Linked DNA regions of Mus musculus: region 1 is linked to region 2. The links are chromatin contacts, called in public Hi-C maps. All regions are on one chromosome and are shown on one strand. Each heading gives the region's core, a stretch centred on a gene start, on an enhancer-like site or on the middle of the called end of the contact. The rest is flanking DNA. Distances are from core to core; before and after follow the strand shown.

Region 1 (7,242 bases), core at 240-2,739, 490 kb before region 2:
TGGTGCTGGATTTAGAACTTCTACAGCACTGGCCCTGTGCCCCACCCCCTTAGCTCACACTGTAGGGGCTTCTTATCCAACACCCACAGAAACTGTTCCAACAATGGCAGTACAATGGTGGCTTTAGCAACCACAAAGCTGGATCCAGAAGTACTCATTAGTGTTGTATTTGCATCTATTAGATGGAGATTAAGAGGGTTTTATTTGAACAAGACTTTATTTACCAACTAATTAGGATGGCAATTTATTACAAGTATGAAAATAATGAACTTAGAATTATGAGAGGAGTGGAGCTCTTCTGGCTGTAAAGAGAAAAACAAAAGCATTTCTCCTGCTTCCTGTGCCTGAGAATGGCTCTATGTCAGTCATCGCTATTAATTTCACATTTCACTTGCTCTTTATTTTCCCCAACATCTGAATTCTGGTGCTGTTGATTTTATAAAGGCTTTTTAAAGATAAATTTGCTATGTATTAGAAGCAGTTGTTTAAATAAGCACTCAATTCCAACAGCTCGGTACTTCCCATGGCAGCAGCTGGGAGCACACTCCACAACCAGGCCAGCCTGTCTTTGCTGTGTGTTCCTTCTTCTTCCAGTCAAAGAAAGCCAGCTCTCCTAACACGCGCTACCTTGTGCAGGTTGTCCTCATGTTTAATAAACAGGAGCCTCCACCAACAACCAATAGTAAATCTTCCTTCTCCTGTATGGGGGAGGGGGCCTAATACAACATCCTTCATGGATTATTAGTCAGTGTCGTGTCAGTATTATTTATCTCATATCCTGAGTGAATTAATAAGAAAATGAAGCTGAATCTCCAGTACGATCATTTGACTCTTAGATGAAGCCAAAACAGGCCATGTAACTTTAAAATACAATATTTACAAAGTACAAAGTCAGCTAACTCTGCATTCCTACCTCAAATGTTTTCAGAGATAACTCTGCTTCATTCTTACATTAAAAATAAAATAAAATAAAACAAAACCTGTTGTATTAAGATAAAAGGGGCACACACCTCTACAACTTAATCCCTGCTCCAGGCTAATGACATGAGATATTTTTCACTTTTAGTTCACATCCTGAAAAAAAAAAAAAATGCCCTTGACAGGAAATGTTCTGAACTGGATTCTGAGAGTCGAACTTACATTTTTTTTTTTCAAATGACAAAGACAGAAGAGAGGCAGAACAAGCAAGCATGGAAGCCCACCTAAAATAGACCAACTCTGAGTGCTGAAGGTTCGCTAGGTGCTGACCAATGTCACAGTTCAAATTTATACCACAATAGACATTTAAGACAGAGCATCTTACCCTCCTTGCCTCCCCCCTCAACCCCCCCAAGTGTCTCCTTCATTGCTGATCACGCTCCTGAACTGCAATCATGGTTTCTGGACTGCAAATAAACAAATTGTTCATCACAGTGTGACGTAGTTAGTTATGATTGATCACTGCAAAATAGAAAAGGACTTTGTCCTCAGCCAAAGCTGAGAAGGGGCTGGGCCAGTGTGTGCTGTCTGTCCATCTGTAAGCACCCAGCATGCCCATCTGGTAAGAGACTCCATGGGTCATTCACAGCAGAGCTCCCATTCCACAGGAGGGACCAACCCCACCTCAGTCTGTTTCCTGGTCCTAATTGATTATAATGCAATAACCCCAACCTTCTTTTAGGCTTTTAAAATCTCATCCTAGTTGTACAAGTTCCAAGAAAAGCCAGGCAGGCAGGCAGGCAGGCAGGCAGGCAGGCAGGCAGGCAGGCAGGCAGGCAAATGCTCTTTATCTTTTACCAAAAACAATTTATTCTGAACAAACCACTGGGGAGGCAGCCATGTCTGGCATTGCCCCACCTATCAACAGTAAGGTCTAAGAAGAGGATGGAGTCTCCACTAGGGTTTACTCCACATCCTATGATTTTACTGCTATTTTTTCTCTAGCCAAGTGGCTTCATTAGTCAACAAGAGAATATGTACCAAGCTATGCATTCTAATAGTCTCCAATAGAGGTAAAAATTAGAAATTGCTTTTTGAAAAGAAGTAGGGTGGCATTAAAGATCCACGACGGCATGGCAGGCTGTGCAGGCGTGGCGTTGGGATCACATGGGTTAGTGGCACTCTGCTCATGACTAAATGCACAACCAATTGAATGAATTTATGTACTACTCACTTGCTCACAAACTGTCTCTCTCTATAGACGCTGTCTCACTTCCAGAGTAATTAAATTCAGTCTGTGACGTATTTATATGCACACAATTTCAGTTCATTGTCCTTCCAAGAGTTTTATGACTGACACACACGGGGAAGGAGAAGAAAGCAACAACTGAAGACCCAAGCCAGTGGGAACAGCTCGGTTTTAACCCATGGCTGCTACCTGCTGTTTCCTCCTCTTCACAGAACCTGTCCCGTAAACACAGCCAGTCACATGGTTAGTACTGTGTGGCTCTCCCACACAGTGCACATCATACCTTTGATGACGTGAACAGTGGCTTAAATCTTGAGTTATTTCTTTCATTTTAAATAGTAGAAACACCAAGTCTCAGTCCTTCTCCCATGCTCAGCTCACACTGTTCCTGCTGCTGTCACTAAATTTCTACCTACAGGTCCATACGGCACGCTAGCAGATGACAGTCATATAAGTGGTGGTATTCTGTATGCGTGCACAACAGGGCACCCACAGTCCACACCAGAGTTTCATTCTAGACCCAGCCATGTGCACAAATGGCTGAGTGGAAAGATGTGTGTACTTAGATACTCTCAGCTCATTAACATTATATAATAGTCACAGACCTAAGATTCTAGTGCCTTGGCCCATAAATGCAAGTTTCCCATTTTTTTTTTCAAAACTAAGAATATACAACAACAATTACAAAAATAGTTGTGGCAAAGTAATACTTGCTCTGAAATTAAAGCCTTGGCACTCTACTTTAACCCAAATGGATCTGAGACATTTCTGAACTGGTCATGTGAGGCAGCTCACTAAACAAATTCAAAGGAACATGGCTCCAACATCAAAACTTAACAATTCTGACACAAGATCCTCCCACCTAGCCTCGTCTAGGCCCTGACTAAACAGCTCCAATCCTAGCAAAACACTAGTGAAAATACAACAGCTCCAATCCTAGTGAACCACTAGTGAAAACACAACAGCTCCAATCCTAGTGAAAATACCCGATCTGGAAGCGGGACAGTGCACAATGCTGGACATTCCATGCCCCCCTGCCCACCAACTGAAGAACTTCCTTATTCCCAACCAAGGCTGTCATTTGGAGAAGAAGTGGTGGGCACAGGAACCAGTGGGGAATGGCTGCCTGGAGATGCCTCACACTGTGAAGTTCTGTAGACACACACAGGAATGAAAGGCCTCAAATGATCGCTGTTGACAGACATTTGATGATTGAAGAAAGAATAAAATCAAAGTAAGCACTCTTCCCTGGCAGAAATGGCACCAACAAAATTGAATCAATAATCTGAACACTTCTTTCTGTGTATGTTTGACAGGATGTAAGGTAAGCTACAGTAAAAAATGAGACAGGCAGATCAGAAAGGACAGACCAACTTAAATCTGGAGTTTAGTATCTTCTTCTTTCTCTCCCCTTAGAAACTGTACAAGGACCTCTTAGGTAACAAGATAAAATGTATTATGCAATAGAGTCATCACTCCTCTGCACTGCCTGATCCTCATGTTCACGTAGAGATCAGCTCTACAGGCTCCACTCATGTGTGGTTCTCTGATGCTCAAGTGTGGGGTGGCTCATGACTCAAGGAGTTACTGTCCTGGGGATCCTTTGGTGCCAGTGCCTAAAAAGTAAACATGCAGAACACATCTGTAAGGGACAGCATACTCTGATGTGCAAACATCTATAAGGGACAGCACACTCTGATGTGCATACACATCTGAAAGGGACAGTGCACTCTGATGTGCACACATCTGTAAGGGACAGCACACTCTGATGTGCACACACATCTGTAAGGGACAGCACACTCTGATGTGGACACACATCTTTAAGGGACAGCACACTCTGATGTGCATACATCTGTAAGGGACAGCACTCTAATGTGCACACATCTGTAAGGGACAGCACACTGATGTGCACACACATCTGTAAGGGACAGTGCACTCTGATGTGCACACATCTGTAAGGACAGAACACTCTGATGTGGACACATCTATAAGGGACAGTGTACTCTGTTGTGCACACATCTGTAAGGGACAGCACACTCTGATGTGCACACATTTGTAAGGGACAGCACACTCTGACACATCTGTAAGGGACAGTGCACTCTGATGTGCACACATCTATAAGGGACAGCACACTCTGTTGTGCACACATCTGTAAGGGACAGTGCACTCTGATGTGCACACATTTGTAAGGGACAGCACACTCTGACATATCTGTAAGGGACAGCACATTCTGATGTGCATGCATCTGTTAAGGGACAGCACACTCTGATGTGCTGTTTCTCAGCCCAGGGTCACGGACATGCTAGATGAATGTACAACTACCCAGCTACATAGCCAACCTACACTCATTTTTTAAAGAGACCATAACACATTTACCTAAATTTAGTACAGCAATAATTCTGAGGATTTTTGACTCAGGTTTTCCAAAGTTCTTGTAGAAATTATGAAACAAAACATAATTCTAACAGTTTAAACAAGCAAATGCTTAAGAGTATATAACACCCTCTAAACCATTAAGATACACTATAGCAAACCCTGCTCTCATCTCTACCTTAGTTACAGGCAGAGCTCTCACAGAACCTGAACACCTACAGCTCTAAGATCATGGTGGGCTGTAGTAGAAAGCTCGGGATTAGATGTAGTCAGCATGGTTCACGCCTGCTAGAAGCTGAGGTGACCAAGCCTTAGACACCAGGGCAGAACTGTCTCAGTGGAAGGATGGGAGGTTGGATGGGTTAGAACTCAGCATGAAGCCATCCTGCTTTCCTTGGTGACATGGTGCTGCCCCTCCAGGAGTTTAAAACACCTTACAACACCTTACAGTTTACATCCTGACTTTGCTTTCACTCCCTTGCTTGTGGGGTTTTGCAGAGGTGCAATGCCCTAGGTAAAGCCTGGCTTCGCAGCAGCAGAGACTGCTGGAGAGAGGGGAAGAGAGCAGCAGGGGCTTACCAACTCCAGGAGGTCTACTTCTGCTTGGAGAGCTCTGTAGACACTTTCCATGTCTTCTGCTTTATACAGATCTAACTCCCTTTTAAGCCTGTCTTAAGGGAAAATCGCTCCATTAGTTTGATACTAAACTTTTACAATAATTTTATTACATACAGAGTGTCAGGTTTGTATTCTCAAAAAAAAATCAGGATTCAAGTTAAAAACCCAAAGTATTTAGAAAAATTTACTCTATGATTCTATATAAACTACATAAAATTTTGAAAAGAAACTTCCTTTAAAAATAAGGCAGAAAATAAATCACAGATAAGTCACAGTAATGTAAGAAGTCCTGGTGGGTTAATGTGACGAGGGCAGAATTCTGTCTAAAGACTTTTGAGTAGTTCTCCTGAGGAGCTAAACACATGGGTGAGTCATTGGCTTCCCGGATCCTAATACGAAACTTAAGTAAAGAAATTACTTGTGACATTTGTTTTTGCTCTAAAATGAAAGACAACATATAATACATATATAATTACACTGTATGAGTCTGGAATGAAACATTAGATTTTATTTTTACCAATTGTATCTTTAAATTTTTGAATAACTTATTGAATATAAAGATTATTTTTGTCTGAATTCAATGTGGAGATTAGGAAAGAAGCTCTCTTCCATCTTGAGAAATGACTAATGGTTTTATCCCACAAAGAAAAACATCAGCCAAAGCCCTAGGCTGTAGCAAGGGGTGAAACATGAGGCCTGGCTCTACCTGGTTTGTGTGAATCTGAGGGCAGAGGCCACAAGCAAGAATGCTCTCATCAGGCTAAGCAACTCAGCTGCGACAAGATGACAGATACAGTCACCTCACCCTTGGCCAAGCCCCAACCCTCAAGGAAAAGGTGCTTAGATCAGCTTTTCTCCCTGTGAGCCAACAACAGCTACTGGAAGTCCTCTTTGAGGGCAGCCTATCCACACTCAGACCCATGGGGCTTCCACAGATGCACAGTAAACAACAAACTTGCAGTAAACATCACCAAGCACACCAGTAAGAAAATCTAGTACAATCAGCAGATGCAAGAAGCAGGCAATATCTAAATCTGAAAGAACTACAATTCAACAAAAAACATGAAAAATGGACACAAAATAAGCATAAGAAAACCTTCAACTCTTTTCTTTCAATTTTTTATTAGATATTTTCTTCATTTACATTTCAAATGCTATCCTGAAAGATCCCTATACCCCCCCCACCCTGCTCCCCTACCCACCCACTCCCACTTCTTGGCCCTGGCATTCCCCTGTACTGGGGCATATAAAGTTTGCAAGACCAAGGGGCCTCTCTTCCCAATGATGGCCAACTAGACCATCTTCTGCTACATATGCAGCTAGAGACACAAGCTCTGGGGGTACTGGTTAGTCCATATTGTTCCACCTGTAGGGTTGCAGACCCCTTCAGCTCCTTGGGTACTTTCTCTAGCTCCGCCATTGGGGGCCCTGTGTTCCATCCAATAGATGACTATGAGCATCCACTTCTGTATTTGTCAGGCACTGGCATAGCCTCATACGAGACAGCTATATCAGGGTCCTTTCAGCAAAAATCTTTCTGGCATATGCAATAGTGTCTGGGTTTGGTGGCTGATTATGGGATGGGTAGTCTCTGGATGGTCCATTCTTTCGTCTCTGCTCCAAACTTTGTCTCTGTAACTCCTTCCATGGGTATTTTGTTCCCTATTCTAAGGAGGAATAAAGTATCCACACTTTGGTCTTCCTTCTTCTTGATAGAAAACCTCCAACTCTTAGCAGGTTATTTGTAACAGCTATCCATTGTCTAATAAGAATATGAGATAGTGTCAACTGTGTCAGTAACTAGGGACACACCAAGGAACAGCCAGGGGGAAGGGCAAAGGCCATGGTATTCCAGAGGCAGGAGCAGGTGGAGTTAGTTCTGCATGAGCCAGGCTAGCCAGAGCTCCATAGTGAGACCCAACTCAGTAAGGAAAAGGAGAAGGGGAAGGGGGGTGGGGGCAGGAGGGGAGGGGACAGGAGGGGAGGGGACAGGAGGGGAGAGGAGGTAGGAAGGTGGAACTGCACTGCCTGGTGCAGGATACTTCATCCCTCCCTTTTACCTTTAACTCACATCTTCATACTTA
Region 2 (7,226 bases), core at 4,268-6,767:
ACACCCCAGAGGGCGAAGGCTCTTGCTAGGCCTGTCGTTCCCAGAACTCACACACAGGTGGGCAAAGAGAACTCATTCCCTAAAGTTGTCCTGTGACTTCCACATGCACGTATGGCGTGCATGCCCTCCATCACACGCTAAGAAAAGAAGAGGAAAATCCAACAGAGAAATGATGGACGTCCAGTTGGCTGAGGTTTTTACAACCTGCTCCATTCCCCTGGGCCCTGAAAGGTCCCCATGACCACGGCTGGGATTCCCCTGATTTTCTTCTGAGTGCATACTTTCCTTGGCTGGGCTTGGGCTAATCCTACTGTCACAGGACCCTGGGCCCTTGCAAAAGCTTTCCATGTACAGCTCTATCTCAGGCTGACGTCACTCCAGCCTAGGTGAACACTCTACTTGGGAGATGTGACTTTCCTCTAGGAAGCATCGGGAGGCCAATCGACCGCACAAGACTTCCTGCCTGTGGCCACGGTTATCCTGCTTCCCCATTCCCGGCTGTCACCTCTGTGTTCACTTTCAGCATTTGGAGAGATTGTGATTTCAAGCTTCTGAAAGCGTTCCTGGCCCCTACTGCCCAGCCTGACCCCCGGCTACATTTCCAGAACGTTCTATCATGTTGTCCCACCTATCGTTCACAGCTGCCTCTCTGCTGCCATGAATTCTTGGTGTTTGCGAGTGAGCACAGCTCAGTTTCAGGGTGAAATTGCTTTCCTTACTATTCCGAACCACATTTTGCTTGAGCGGCCAGGAGATAACTTCCCCACCAGGATGGGGCGTGGTGTTGCTGGTGCAGGAAGCTTCCTATGGGTCTGTGAGATGACTCAGTTGGTGAGGTCATGGTTGTATAATGTGAAGATCTGGGTTTTGGATTCCCAACACTATATATAAAGGTGCGCATGGTGGCTCATGCCTGTAGTCATTGTGACTGGGGGCGGGGGCGATCTTGGGAGCCCCCTGGCCAGACAGTCTTGCTTGACCTTCAGCCAGAGACTCTATCTTAAAAATAGAAGGTGTGCTTTCCCTCAGCAGGAACTCACCCTAAGCCATGCTGGATGTGGAATAGTCCGAGGGTGGATGAGGGGGTGGAGGGCAGGGGAGATAAAATGTGAAGTGTAAAAAAATAAATTAATAAATAAATGAGAGAGAGAGGAGGAGGAGGAAGAATATGTTATCCTTTAAATGAGATAATGCACTTTTTTCCCTATAAGAACTCTGCCCTCTAGTGTTTGCAGTCCTATAGCGCTGCCATGGGGTTTGGCTAGGACTTGCCACTTTCTGAGTCCTGACTCAGAATGTAATTGTCTCCTTTCTTTTTCTTTTTTTCTTTTTGTCTCTTTCCGATACTAGCCAGAGCCTAAGTATGTGTTCTCTGTTACTCTGGGCATTTTTATTGTCCTCAGAAGCGATCTGTCCCCTCTCACCACACGATCATTTGAAAATAGCACAGTTCTTTCTCTTCCTATTCTCCATGTGTGCAGCTGTTGAGATTTACAGCTTGCCTGCCCTGGGAGTTTTTCTTCTAAACACTAATAAAGCTGTCCTTAAGATTAAGATTTGAGACAGAGAGATAGACAGGGAGAGAGAGAAAAAGAGAGAGAGAGAAAGAGAGAGAGAGAGAGAGAGAGAGAGAATGAATGAATATGAATCAGCATGTATGTCATGGGCCAGAATGAATTTCATGTTTCTAATGTGGCCAGCAAGATCTGAAATTGATTTGGCATTTGGCAGAATGGCATCTTGCAATGCAAGGGTCTTCCATTTCTTCTGCACATCAGAATTGCACATAAATGGTCTTCAAACTAGATCTGCACCACCTGACTGAGGTGTGGCCCTGTGGCACCTCCAACCTCCAGCACAGTGGGTCCACTTAGAAGGGAAGGGTCCTCCAGCACTAAGTATCTCACCCCTCCCTGCCTGTTCCCCACTCAAGATGGTAAGCGTCCTTTTCATGAGGTATGCCTGCTACCCAGCACAGTACTCAGGAATACACTCACGCTCGTTAAATAGTTTTCAGTACACAAATAAAATATACATGCTTTCCACCTGCCAAGGGGAAAATATCTCCAAGTCTTCAGAGAGAAGTTAAGCCAAGATAGCATTTGTGTAGATACACACTTGGCTGAAATACTTCAAGTTAATTGTGTAAAATTTGGTTACTGCTTATATTAAATAGGATTTAAATATTGCCAAACAGTACTTTTGTTCCCGCAGCTCAAATGATCTCATCCAGATATTATCAAGAGGGTACGTGAGCGTCAACATACTCTGTCAACTCATTTTACTCCAGACCATTTGGTTTATTTTCAAAATTAGGAGGCAGAGTAATGGGGGTTTGTGGTGTTTTCATAATTTGTTCCTGTCCATCTTCTAATCCTTTCTCCTATGTTCTGTCTCCCCATGCCTGCCCACATTCTGATGTCCCACCCCCATGTCCTGCCCCCCATGCCCTCCCACACTTGCCCACTGTCATGTCACAGGTGTCCCCTTCCTTCCTAAAGCCCCTCCCCAGCTTGGGGTTCCATTGTATTTTCATGGCTTACAGTCATAGTCACACCCACATATAAAAAATTAAAGCTGAGATCCTTATGCAAGAGAGAAGAACGTGTGACAGTGTCTGAGTCTAGGTCACCTTATTTAATATAATAATTATTATTTCCATCCATTTTCTTGATTCTATAATTTTATTTTTCTTTATGGCTGAATAAAATTCTCTCTCCACACCAAATGCTCACCAACCATTCACCCGCTGATGGACATCTAGGCTGATTCCATCCCCTTGTTACTGTGAACAGAGCAGCAGGAACACGTGTGTAAGCCTCTCTGTGCTAAGACAGAGCCCTCTGGGGTGTGCCCCGGGGTGGTGTGGCCCGGTCACATAGTTTTAGTTTACCTCTTGGAGAAGCCTCTGTGAGCTGTGCTAGCTTCCGCTCCTACCAGCAGTGACTAAATGTTCCTCGCTCCCCACATTGTCGCCAGCTTTTTCTTGACAATAGTTACAGGGACTGGGGTGAGATGGAATCTCACCGTTGTTATAATTTGCACATCCATGGTGGCTAAGAATGCTGAATACCTTAAGAAGTATTTATTGAGCAGCGTGTTTCTTCTTTTGAGAGCTGTCTCTTCCACTCATTACCTGTTTATTGATTACCTGTTTTGCTTTTTACCTGTTTGATTTGTTCGGCTCTTTACATATTTGAGGTGTTAACCCTCAGCTAACATATAGCTGGTGACTTTTGCTAGTTCATTATCACTCTCCTTTTCTGGACTCATGCTTATATATATAACATTCATGTGCACATAACCACATCCTGGACTATCTGAATTGAGCCCATTCATACTTCCACTCTCTAAAGGCGAGCACTCTCTCTCTCCTTTTTAAAGATTTATTTATTTATCGACTATGTCATTTGCCTTACAGAAGCTTTCCAGTTTTATGAGTTCCCATTTATCAGTTCTTGATCTTAGAGCATGTGCCATTGGAGTTCTGTTTAGGAAATTTCCCCCTATGCCAATGAGTTCAAGGCTCTTTCCCACTTTCTCTTCTATTAGAGTCAGTGTATCTGGTTTTATGCTGAGGTCCTTGATCCACTTGGACTTGAGCTTTGTACAAGGTGACAAATATGGGTCTATTTTCATTCTTCTACATACAGACAGCCAGTTAGACAGATTGCCCTCTGAAAGACCCTACGAGCAGCTGAAAGAGTCAGATACAGATATTTGCACCTAAACAATGAAAAGAAGCAGCTGACCCCTGTTGTTGAATTAAGGAAGCTGAAAGAAGCTGAGGGGAAGGGAGATTCTGTAGGAGAAACCGCAGTCTTAACCTAGAGCCCTGAGATCTTTCAAACACTGGACCACCAAACAGACAGCATGCACCAGCTGATATGAGGTCTCTAACACACATACAATAGAGGACTTCTGGGTCTGTGTTCATCCAGAGATAATGCACCTAACCCTCAAGAGACTGGAGGCCCCAGGGAGTTTAGAGGTCAGGTGGGGTGAGGGGTGGGGGCGTCCATGTGGAGATGGGGTGGGGTGGGGAGGAGGTGTGGGATGTGGAGCAGTTGGACGGTAGATGGGGAGGGGCAGGGAATGGAATATGGAGTGTAAAAAATGAATGACAAATAAAATTAATAAATAAAAAAAAGATTTATTTATTTAATGTTGTATGAGCATTCTGTTGCTGACACAGCAGAAGAAGGCATTGGATCCAATTACAGATGGTTATGAACTACCATTCAGTTGTTGGGAATTGACCTCAGGACCTCTGGAAGAGGAGACAGTGCTCTTAACCACTGAGCCATCTCTCCAGCCCCTATCACTTAAATGCCTTTGGTCTAAGATCTACAGTCTTCTCAGTATGATTTCTACAGCCATCTCTTTAGTCAGACTCAGGGAGGTTAACAGACTGCCTCATCTCTGCCCATGTGTATTGGCTACAGATTTTCTGGGGTTGGGGTAGGCTATATTGTAACAGAGTGCTGTCTCCATTCCTAGTTACAGCAACAATGACTTCCGTCTACTGAAAGTGATGTCCAGTGTAACTTGAGTCTTAGCTACAATCACATAGATCCTCTCTTCTCTATTTTGTTCTTGGGCTTCTAAGAGCCGGAAATACATTCTACAGTGATGGCTTCTCAGAGCAGTCTATTATGACACACCAGTTACTCTCTTTTCAGTTTGCAATTGCTTATAGAGCACAGAAGTTGTATGCCTCTTGGCTCAGATCCACAAGGCAGACAATTTACTGTACTCTCTTTCTAATTGTCTACTATTCCTTTTAAAGAAAAAAAAATCATTCTGGATAAATTGTTTAGCTGAAGTGGTAGAAATGTTTTAAACAGAGAAAAAAATGTTTCCTTTCCTGGAACTGTCAGAGAGTTTTCTAATTAAAACACAGTAGACTTATGGCTAAAAGAACACTCAGAGCAAAGGCTAGAATTTAATTTACTATCACTTAAAAACGCAAATTACAAAAAAAAAACACTTTAAAATTATTCCAAGTGCACATTATCTTAGCAATTAATTAATTGTGCATATCACTGTCAGATCTCTTTGACTCTGCAGTATGCATTCATTCATCAAATTTCTCTGTCTCCAGAGCAGTCTCCTTATCTTACCAATATGGAGGTTTCACTTCAGAGAACTTGTAACTGTGAAAAACACAAACTGAGCAAACATCAGAAGAGGCCTGAGCTTCTGAACAGCACAGGAAGTGGTAGTTATGGGACTGGGAATTCACTGGGAATGTGGGTATTCTGGTATCTACTGCCCGGATAAGTATGATCAAAGCAGAATACAGCATTCGAGGGATGAGCACATACTGTCTGTCAGGTATATTAAACACTCTAAAGACACCATCTCCTCTGACTCTTTCCCAAGAGGTAGGTGGTCTATTTCCTATTATGCAAGTTAAAAATTAAACCTGAGAAAAGCTGTATTTCCCCAGGGTAAAACGCCCAGGGAGTAAGTGATCCATACTCCTCCTATTGAAGGGCCAAAGCTCTGACCTTCTGGTGTTTTCTCCTTTCTGACCTTACACACCCTGGGTTCAGAGAACACGTGACACTTGAATCTGCTTTCATTTCAACCCTTTCTGAAAATGTTTGCCAAATTCTCACTCCCAACTGCAAGATGCTCAGTGCTGGCTCTTCTAAACTGTCTCTCTCACTGGATCTCTTCCTACTGAAGCCCTCAAGGCTTAAGAGACTGATATTGTCCAGGCTAGCGACGTAGGGAATCAGTTTTGCCAAGGAACTCAAGAGACTTGAGGTCCAGATCCTACCATGTCTCTGGAATGCCATCAACCAATCCCAGTGTCTTATAATCTCTGCCCGACTCCTTGGACAATATCTTCAATATAGTCTTAGCCTGGTTAATTTCTGGTTGAACTTCAAAATTTTTGCACAGGGCCCTAACCTCTGAAAGGACAAGTCCAGGCAGCTTTGTACACTGGTCAGCAGTACACAGTTGGTGCTGACTATGTATGAATGAAGAAAATGTTCTAAGCAAACCTTTAGTACAAGCACATATGCTTCACCCATCTTGGTGCATGAATGAGCTCTGCTTAGATCACCAACTCTTTACCATTGTTTTATACGGTTTCCTTCTTCGGGACTTACATCTTGGTTTGTGATTTCTTTTGGAAAACATGATCCTGAACATGATCCTAGACTCATCCCCCAGAATAAGTTAATGCCCAGTGCTGATCTTCAGGGCAATCCTAGCAGATCACTCAGTTTTTCAACTGGGGCTGCACACAGTGGCACACACCCTTATTCCTAGCAGTACGGTGGCCTAGACAGGTGGATCCCTGTGACTCTGAAGCCAGCCTGGACTACATAGTGAGTTCCAGGCCAGCCAAGGCTGCATGATAAGACCCCATCTCAAAATATAAACCACAACCAAAAAATTCAACTAGAAAAGAGTTCTCAAGTCAAGCTATAGTAAGAACTTTGCTGTCAGTGGCTGGAGAGATGACTCAGTTGTTAAGAGTGCTGGAATGCCCTTCCAGAGGACCTGGGTTTGATTTTCAGCACATGTACATAGAGCGACTCACAGTCTTGTGTAACTCCAGTTCCAAGGGATCTGATATCCTTTTCTGGCCTCCACTGGCAGTAACTCCCTGGTATACTATAAATCCATTTTAAGAATACCTTGCTATTAATAAACCTTGTTAGGAGCACATAGGCAGTGTCTGAGGCGGGGGATAAGAGGCATTACTAGTAACCTTTATTTGGTTCTGTCACACACTTCCTGATAATCCCTTCTGCAAACCCTTGAGATCCTCTTTGTGTCTTAGAACCTTACTCTCTGAGATCGCTCAAGATCCTCTTTGTGTCTTAGAACCTTAGTCTCTGAGATCGCTCTGCGCTTGTCATAACTGATCCCTGCCGTCTTTTTTCTTCTATGGATAGGAAGCAAAATTTAGTTTCTTAAAACTAAATTTTAATATCGTGTCACAGCTCGAAATCCATAATATCTTTCTTAGTTCACATTGGATTAAATCAAAACCCTGGCAGTGAAGGCTTTCTCAGTATCTCTGTATCTTTTCTCATTCACAGGATGCTCTGCTCAGAGGCTGCACAAGTCTGGAATATGAGTTCAAAAAGAAAAAAGAAAAAGAAAAAAGGAGCCCCATGTTCTGCTCTTCCTTTCGCATCAATGTTTTTATCCTCCGTAGATACGGGAGATTGAGTTATTTACGGTCTACAGGAGGGATT

The links. Hi-C and Micro-C count contacts between places; a contact is called where the count stands out from the background.
Region 1: a Hi-C map of liver shows a contact between it and region 2, with 2.7 times the contacts expected there. The contact joins two enhancer-like sites. A contact is called at or near these places in 3 of 15 datasets of contacts at CTCF or cohesin (the NIH/3T3 cell line, large pre-B cells and pro-B cells), 29 of 484 Hi-C or Micro-C datasets (B cells, CD4 T cells, DN3 thymocytes and 22 more), 7 of 115 datasets of contacts at active chromatin or transcription factors (bone marrow-derived dendritic cells, embryonic fibroblasts, embryonic stem cells and 3 more) and 1 of 9 other capture datasets (embryonic stem cells).

What each region holds. Positions count from the first base shown.
Region 1 is chr19:58,549,393-58,556,634 of GRCm38.p6, reverse strand. It overlaps Ccdc172 (coiled-coil domain containing 172), which reads right to left. Exons shown (of 9, transcript NM_029372.3): 8 at 5,120-5,207; 9 at 3,531-3,783. The coding sequence ends at 3,721. Among named protein-coding and RNA genes, the nearest start is that of Ccdc172, 41 kb to the right of the region's middle. Within about 2 kb of position 1,489, at least 3 of the 459 cell types and tissues checked have an H3K27ac peak or open chromatin away from gene starts, as enhancers often do. A contact at or near this core is called in liver, where this site is marked.
Region 2 is chr19:58,066,617-58,073,842 of GRCm38.p6, reverse strand. All of the region lies in intron 28 of Atrnl1 (attractin like 1), which reads right to left. Among named protein-coding and RNA genes, the nearest start is that of Mir5623, 19 kb to the right of the region's middle. Within about 2 kb of position 5,517, at least 8 of the 459 cell types and tissues checked have an H3K27ac peak or open chromatin away from gene starts, as enhancers often do. A contact at or near this core is called in liver, where this site is marked.